Linked DNA regions of Mus musculus: region 1 is linked to region 2. Evidence: chromatin contacts called from public Hi-C data. All regions are on one chromosome and are shown on one strand. Each heading gives the region's core, a stretch centred on a gene start, on an enhancer-like site or on the middle of the called end of the contact. The rest is flanking DNA. Distances are from core to core; before and after follow the strand shown.

Evidence for each region. Hi-C and Micro-C count contacts between places; a contact is called where the count stands out from the background.
Region 1: a Hi-C map of Sertoli cells shows a contact between it and region 2, with 2.3 times the contacts expected there. The contact joins two enhancer-like sites. A contact is called at or near these places in 10 of 484 Hi-C or Micro-C datasets (B cells, the C2C12 cell line, the P5424 cell line and 7 more), 2 of 115 datasets of contacts at active chromatin or transcription factors (forebrain and neural tube) and 1 of 9 other capture datasets (embryonic stem cells).

Annotation. Positions count from the first base shown.
Region 1 is chr9:43,726,938-43,731,150 of GRCm38.p6, forward strand. The region is part of intron 2 of Gm30015 (a long non-coding RNA gene); the gene reads right to left. Among named protein-coding and RNA genes, the nearest start is that of Gm30015, 9.4 kb to the right of the region's middle. Within about 2 kb of position 2,719, at least 34 of the 459 cell types and tissues checked have an H3K27ac peak or open chromatin away from gene starts, as enhancers often do. A contact at or near this core is called in Sertoli cells, where this site is marked.
Region 2 is chr9:43,568,825-43,573,405 of GRCm38.p6, forward strand. No RefSeq gene overlaps it. Among named protein-coding and RNA genes, the nearest start is that of Gm29909, 37 kb to the right of the region's middle. Within about 2 kb of position 1,522, at least 8 of the 459 cell types and tissues checked have an H3K27ac peak or open chromatin away from gene starts, as enhancers often do. A contact at or near this core is called in Sertoli cells, where this site is marked.

The DNA of each region.
Region 1 (4,213 bases), core at 1,469-3,968, 160 kb after region 2:
AGAGAGTAGCTACGTGTGATGCATGCAACAGAATTAAAGAAGCAGGCTGCACACAGGGAGCCCAACTGATGTCACCATAACCCCAGAAGTTGTGTATCTGTGGGTTTCAGTGTTTGAACTGCTGGATCGCAGTCTTGCTTTGGTCCAGGCTCTCCTCGGTATACTTCCGAGTCTCTTTTTTTGGAAACAGGAATGTTGATTCTGTGTCACTGTGTGTTGGAAGTATATTAACTTTTTTTTTTTTTTTTATTTCACAGGAGCTCACAGTTAAGAGATTGCCTTGAGTCTCGGAGGATGCTTTGAACAATTTATTATGAGATTCCCATGAAGCTTTGAGGACCAGGGGTGGAATGTTATGATTTTTAAAATGATATATTTGAGCATCAAGTTGACAAGGGGTGGGTTTGCAATGGTTAATCTTCATTGTCAACTTGACTAGGTTTAAAATCACCTAGGAAACATTTGGGAGTATCTGTAAGGGCATTTCCAGAGAGGTTTTACTGAGGATAAAGGACCCACCCTGAACGTAGGTAGCAGCATCCAATGTACTGGGGTCCCAAATGGAATAAAAAAAGGCAAAGAGAGGAAGCCAGATGAACACCAACATTCACATCTCTCTGTGTCTACTGACTGTGGACTCAATACGACCAACTCTGCCATCACGGCAGACTGCACTCTCAAGTCGTGAGCCTAAACAGATACTTTCTTCCTTATTGCTTTTGTATGGTACTTTTTTGTAGGAAGGAGAACAGGAATTAATATAGGCCCCAAATCCAGGGGCTTAGAGGAGGAGATGTCCTTTAAAGAGTAACCCCAGGATCCTGAGGGCTCCTCCAGCAGAGAGCTCAGTGGAAAGCTACTCTTGCTAGAGCAAATCCCTGTGAGATCAGAGCAGGAAACCCCTGCTCCAAGAGGCACAAGGATCTATCAAAGGACCCATGCAGGAGACACTGGCAGCCTGGGTGGCCTCACTATCCCAAGTTTCCTTACCTCTGAAGTTCAGCTCCAAGCTAACATATTCCCACTGGCCTTGATCTGCCCCTGCCACCCCTATCTCACCTGGAAAGCCCTCCCTAGGGCACTCCCATTCCACCAGCAGGAGGCCAAGCTGAGAGAGGATTCTGCAAGGTCACTACTTGCCCATTTAGCACCTCTAGGTGAATTAGAAAAGGTGTTCCCTTTGCCAAGTGGATGCAGGCCCACTTGGGCACATAGATTGATGAGCTCACAGACTAGATTCCGCTCCTGTCTACTCTTTGGCTGGGTATCTTTGCACACTATACAGCCTGCCTATCTGCACACAGTGATCCCATTTGGCAGACTTCAGGGGGCATACCCACCCGAAGAACCAGCTTTCCCCTTTAGGCTGCAAATGAGGAAGTGAAGAGCCAAAGGGAGGATGATTTATCCAAGGTCATGTGGCTATCTGGTGACAAAAATCAAGGCTGAAAAAACATGTACAGATCCTGACTACAATTTCATTGTTGGTTCTCTTGCCCCAAGTCTTGCTCTTGGGGACAGATGGGAACGCCAGGACAGCAGGAGACATCCCGAAAGCAGCATCCGGGGAAGCCTTCCTGCTCCAATTAGAGGAGAGGTGATAACCTCATCCCAAACGCTGTCTAGACATAAAATTGGACATAAAGCTCCCTGAACCGTGCACAGCCGAACTTGTGGCTGGCACGGAACATAAATACAGAGCCCCTATTTATTTCCTATCTACCAACCACATTCCGTCTACACCACCTCAGCGAGCACGCATGTAATGTCTGGGTAGTGACTCTGCTTGGCCTGGCAGCTCCCAGGTAGAGTTAGTTACTGGGCTTGGGAAAACCTCGTGCTAAAAAGGTTTTCAATTTAGCTAGGCATGGTGGTGCATGCCTACAATCCCAGCAGAGGCAGAAGGATTACTGTGAGTTTGAAGTCAACCTGGGCTACATATTGAGTTCTGGACTAGCTTACGCTACAGAGGAAGATATTTTTTAAATTGGCTTGGTTTGGGTTTGTTTTTTCAAAGATGAAGATGACAATGATGGAGGTAGGTGGAGAGGGGTACAAGAAGGGACAAAGAGGAGAGAGGTCTGGCTGGAGCATTCGGAGGCAGAGCATTGGCTTCCCATGTGTGAAGCCCTGGGTTCATCCCTGAACAAGGGTGAATGAAACAAGAGGAGATGGAGAAAAGGATGGGAGGAGGAGAAGGCAATTCCTGACAAGGTTCCTTATCTGGGATTCCTAGGAACCCACTAAGGTCGACTTCTTACAAACAGTGTTGAAAATAAACATACATGTGTGGGTGCCTGCCTACTCTTTCTCTGGATGTCACTCATTCTCTGAACATGAGTATCCTGTCTGCCCCTCAGTCCATATACATATATACATACATATAGCATATATAGTATAATACATATAACACATATATACGGTATATATGTGATATATACATATGTGTGTGTATACACACACACACACACACATATATGATTAAACATAGACAGAGCCACACTTCTTTCTAGCTTTGACTTGAAGCATAGCTGCTTCCTGGCTATGAGACTTCAGATAAGCACCTTCACTTCTCTGGGCCCCTCCACACTGCCTGTGAATAACAGGAAGATACATTATAAACTCTGCCAGCCAGCACCCCGCCCTCCCTTCCCCCTAGCCAACTCCTGTGTACACATGAGTGGCAGGTGGCCAGTAGGAGCTGAGGGAGGGACCAAGGACCAAGTCCAGGAGCCTGTTTCCTACCACTCCCACAGCTCGTCACACCCTTATCAGCTGCCTGCCCCCACCCCGACCCCCAGATGCCCAGCTGGAGGCCTTGGGGGCAGGGTCCAAGAACCAGGCCTGCTCTTTGAATATGTAGATGTAACGATAGGAAACCCAGCCCAGAAGGTGGATGATTTGCTATCCCAGCGGGAATCACAAAGCCCTTTGTGGATGGGTCAGAAAGCACCCCAAACAGACACAAATCCAGTGCCATCCTTAGGCCCTGGCAGTTTTCCAATTAAAGAGATAGACAAGACATCAAGGAGGAGCTGCCCCAGCTCTCCCCCTCTCTTCCCCTCTCCTCCCCTGCCACACCATCTGGGCTTCCCAGGGGAGGGCCAGGTGAGCCACAGCAGCCAATGTGCTTTGCTGCAACGTATTTGTCTTTGCAGCCGCTGCACATAGCAGTTCCTCTTTCCCAAAGGTATGGGCTTCGCCTGGTATTAAAAAGGGCTCCTAAGTGCCACTGAAAAGCTTTGCAGGGAGTGGAGAGCCCGCGAGGGAGGGGTGGGATGGGGGTGGCTAGCTGGTCAGAATGGAGGTTTAGTGCTAAGGATGCATCCAAAGACGCTTACAAAAATGAGTCGTGGAGGGTGAGGAACGGGAAACCTGCTATCACGAGGCAGAGCTCTTTCTTCACACCAAGTTCCCACTCTGTCCTGTCCTGCTGCAGAGTGATGGGGCTGCAAAGAGGCATTGTGCGTGTGTAGCACGTGAATGTGAATGTGTGTGTGTGTGTGTGTGTAGTTGCACGAGGGCACGCGTGCCTGTTCCCTCGGCTTCCCTACCATAGCCCGGCTACTCTTGCCAATCAATGGCCTCTTTGTGGCACAGAGAAGAGGGGAGTAGGACTTGCAGTGTTGGGGGAGGGGTACAGGCTGCCTCTGGGACACCAGGGTGCGGGACTCGGGCCTACTGCCCTCGAAGTGTCCCTCAACTCGGAAAGAGTTCTCTGCAGGAACATCTGTACACTCAATCAGCGCAAAGAACAGAAGGTCAATATAGGCAGTGGCCAAAGTATCCCTCCCCTCCCCCGCCCCCCCCATCAAGCAGTGGTGTACAGTCCTGGGTCCCATACACTGGGAAAGACTCGGACGTGCAGTCCCCGTGACCCCATATCCGCTAGATGGCGCTGACCCCACTGTGCTCATCCCACTTGGGGCAAGCCCAGCAGCTTGAGGAGGCATTTGAGCATCTGGAAATGGTGGCCACAGAAGAATGAGAGGGACATTGGAAGCCAGAGTTACCAAGTCACTCGTTCTAGTTGGCACAAGTCTACATTGGAAAGAGATTCAGTCACACTTCCTTGAAGATCTCAAAGCCTTTGTCCTCAAGAAAGTCACAACTTCAGAGACTAGAGCTGCACACAGGAAACAATCACTCAAGGTCCTGTGGGAAAGCTAGGGATTCGGTCCCAGAGAGGGATGAGTCCTTCCTAAACTACAAA
Region 2 (4,581 bases), core at 272-2,771:
GTCAGTCCATCTTGATCATAGTTCCTCCCCAACCCCACCCCACCCCGTGGAGGACCACTGATTGGCCTCCTGTGGTGGTCCAAACTAGAAACTGAGCAAGAGTCCTCTCCACAGGTCCCAAGTCCTTCATTTACCCTCAAAGACCTCACTGGCTTCAGGCCTCTTACAACCCCCGCTGTGACCTGGAAGCTGTTTATTGCTATCTTGCTTGGTGGGAGAGGCTAGCGTTACAGGCTAATTAAACCACACACAGACTCCACAGCAGTTGGCAGGGACCATGGTGCTGTTGTAACAGGAAAAGCCAGAGATGACAGATGGAGGCTTTTTAAGAGTATGTCACCATTTCCCCAAAACATGACTTCGACCCCACCCCCTCACTCTGTGGGCATGCTCCACTAGATGGTCACTCTGTAATGGGGACACCTGTAAACAGATAGGGGAGAGAAGGGGGGGGAGGGTTAGAAGGAACCCAGCCAGAGCAGCTCAGGCAAGAAACAGCAACCTAACCCACACTGGGGTCTCTCTGGAAAATGATAGAACAGTCTGAGATTCCTCTCAAAGGATAAATAGGGGAGGTCTTCCCAAAGTCTAACTGAAGTCTCTTCTGCTACAGAAGGTTGCAGAAGAAAAGAAAAAAAAAAAAAAGACTCCTTGCCCAAGGGTGGGGGTTAAAGAGCTGAGAAGGGCACCTTCAGGATAACATCCGGCATCCTTCAGACAAGTCCTAGACTTCAACAGCCCTATATGTTACACATCTTCCTCCTCTTCCAGGAAGCTCGCCTTGATGAAACAAAAATCGGTACTGAAGTGGAGTAAGGAGAAGCCAGGCGAAGGGCTGAGTCATCGTTTAAGACTCACTATGATGACCATGCAGTGCTAGAATTCTGGCTTAGCTCATGGGAGGTCCTGCCTGGGTCTAACACCTAACACTGGGGGTGTGGGGTGGGGTGGGGAATAGAAGATATGACCGGAAGTCTCCATCCAGTTATCACGTGGGTCCTACAGGTCCTGAGTCTCTTTCCAGCCAGCACACAGGGACCAAAACTTGGGTAGTTGCTTCAAGCTTCTCCAGCCCTGCTTCTTCCACTATAGGAAATGGTTTAAGGTCCCTGCCTTGGGAGTAGGGGTTGAAGAGCTTAAGAATGACCACATTTTCCCAATACCAAAGCATGGCTTGTCACTCATCCCACAGGGGAGTTTGCTGCCTTCATTACCCCAAAGCAGACCCACTGAAGTCTTTATGGTCTTTAGGATCAGACAGGGCACTCAGAGTTCTAGCTTGACTCTCCAGATGCTGCAGGGGATGGGGATGGGGGGGCGGGAGGAGGTCACTGCCAGAACAGCAAATGGAGGGGCAGGGTGGGGCTGGGGGGGGACACGGGGGGGTGTGATCTAGAGAGAGGCTAGGTTCCCTCCTCCCTCATGCAAAGGGCTGTTTAGCCAGCTTATTTGTCTGTTCCTGGGCTCCCCTGCTCCACAGAACCCACAAGGTCACTTGGCCCTGCTGGAGTCCCAGCTGGAGGCTGATGTGATACAATGTGACAGTCTGTGAGCCTCCACTCACCCAGGCCACTCACAGAAGCTGCCAGGCTGAGAGGGGCCAGGACAAGGAGTGTCCCACCTTCAGGGAGCCAAGGTGTGAAGAGTCAGAGAAGGAGGAACAGGTCAGAGCACGGCAGTCTAGACAGTCTCCTCACACGATCCTGAGGCTCAGAGGCCAGCTGCACTACTTGGGAGGTGTGCCCCTGGGCTTGTTAATGGACCACATCACAAGATGGCGGTTCTGTGATAACAAGATGGAGGACAGGTCCTGCTCACGCCTCAAGTCAAGTTTTTGCTTTGTGCAGAGGGCCACACCCTGCCATTGAGGCTTCTCTTCCATGGCTAGTCTCCTGCTTCTCTGCCATGCTTGTCTGGTCTCCTTACTGCCCCTTTCTGCCACCTGTGTAAAAGAGGGAATCTAACCAGTGGAACTTCCACTTTGAACCAGGACTGTGCCAAGTGCCAAGTGCCAAGGAGACCTCACTAAGGCTAAATCCTAAGAGCCACAATGGCAGCCAGGGACAATGACTTACAAAAGAAAATATTTGGAATTGTTCACAGTGCTAAGAGAGATAATCCACTATCCTCAGAGATGACAGCAGGTGGCTCTCTATTCTCCTGGGCTTGGAGGAACCAGAGAAAGTGTGGGTCTTGTCACTGGGAGACACCAGCTGTCTGGAGACTGCTGTGCTGTGGATCTGTGGTCCTTGATCAAGAGATACAGCCAGCTGGAGGGGACTCTGTAGGGAAAGAGCAAGCCAATGAGTTCCTTGACTCCTATTCTCCTGTCCTCCAGTGTCCTGCTGGTCATCCACCAGCCTGACCCGACTAAGAGTCAGAGAGCAGAGAAGCTGGCCGGACAGCTTGGGAAGCCGGAGGCCATTGGGGTCTGGGCCAGAGCAACAGCATGCCAAGAGTGACCTGAAGAGGAAGCAGCAGATGCTAGCTTGCAGAGACCAGAAGCAAGCCCTCTTCCCCATGCCCAAGGTCATCGCTGGTGGCAGAGCCAGACCCCTCACACATGTTCTTACTAATGTTTCCAGTTGATGTCTCAGCTCTGAGGAAGTGAGACCGGGGGAGGTGGGGGGGGGGGCAGTGTCTAAGGATAGTCACGAGGTCCTTTTAGCTGAGCTGGTTCCAGCTTCCCATTCCTGACAGCTCCCTAGCCCTGACATACTCGTCCCCCAGGCCTACATGGGGGACAGATTCTATCTAGCACAGCTCACCGTTGACTGACCCTGACCTTGAGAAATCCCTTGGGCCCTCTGAGATTTAGTTTTTGGATCAGTGAGAAAGAAAAAAAAAGTTCTGTCAGTATTTCCATTGCAAATACCTTTTGAAAGATTAAAAATTACAGTATGTGAGCACTTGCATGTGTACACACACAATTCTTTGGTACTTAACCCAACCTACAAGTGCAAGGGAAAAACCATCCTTGAGTCACTCTGTTTACAGAGGTTATATTTTAAGGAAGGGAGACTGGAAACAAACAGATACACAGTTACCACATGAAGAAGTGCTGTGAGGGGGACAGCAAACCCCCAGGAGTGCCAGGAGCCGGGGTTACAGTTACCTACAGTGGGGCAAGACCTGAGCATAAAAAAGAATTCCTTCTGAAGAGAGGCCTGTAGGAAGGCAGAGATGTTATCTCCAAGGAGAGCAAACGGCATGTGCAAAGGCCCAGAGGCCACAGCACTCTGAACATCTTTAAAAAGAAGCATGGAAGCCAATATGGCTGGTAAAGAGTTGGGGAACCATGCAAGAAGTTCAGAGCCTCTACTGTGTCAGTAAATAAAAGGAGCATGAAGGACATGGAGCCCTGTCAGCTGTGACTGTAGTAATGAGTGAGGAAGCTTAGTCAAAGGCTGGATAGAGACAGAGAAGAAGGATGTAAGATATGAGAGACAAAGAGATGTTACAACAGATGCTGGAGTTTGGGACCAGGCAACCGGAGGAAGGTGCTGGTGATTATGGGACTGGGCAGGATTGCTTTGAGGGGGGTCCTGGGGTTTTGTTTTCTGATATGGTCAGCAGAGGATGGTTAATCATACCGTGTGGTACCTGGGAGCCAGGACTGTCCCACAGTGATGTGACTGGTCAGTCACCTCTACATAAAGAGAATATTAAAGCCACAGGTCTGGGGAGGGCTCCCTGGGAGCAGATGTAAAGATAAATGACAGGACATGGAGGCATGAGCCGTATGGTGCACCGGGTCAAGAGTCAGAAGAAAAGATGATTGGAAAGCCATGGTTGAGGAAACAGAAGGACTAGACAGGGTGGGTGCAGAAACAAACAAGCGGGGTCCTGCTCTCGTCCAATTGCTGAGCGCAGCTGCCGGAATCTAAAATAACAGACATGGAAATCAAGCTGGGCAGCGTGCTGAAAGAAATGTATCTCATGATGAATCTGAGCTCATCTCGTCCAGACAGGCTGATTCAATGTTATAAAATAGAATCTACAGCTTGCTGGATACTCCAGGAAGATCTTGTGCGGTTATCTTACCATATGCCAAAAAAAAGAAAAGTTGACAAAAGCTATGTATTACACACACACACACACACACACACACCTTAACAAGGCAGGAAATAAAATAAATCATTCTTTTATAAAAATATATTTATTTCTATATGTGTGTTAGAAGCCATAAGGGAGTGTCAGATCTCCTATAACTTGAATTACAGGCAATTGTGAGCCACCATGTAGTTGCAGGAAACCAAACCTGAGTCCTTGGCAAAGGCAATAGTACTCTTAGCTGATGAGCCATTCATAATTAATTCATTGATTAATTATATTGTGTGTTTGTATGGCTGTGTGTGTGTGTGTGTGTGTGTGTGTGTGTGCACACGTGTGCAGGCGCCATGTGCATGCAGGTGTCTGTCAGAAGAGGGCATCAGATCCCCTGGAGTCAGAGTAAAATGGATTGTGAACCATTCAGCAAGTATTTTTAACCACTGAACCACACCCCTCTGGCCTCAAGATAAAGCTTTCTTAATTATATTTCGCACAGTCATAGGAGACTGGCTCCTAGACCCCCACAGA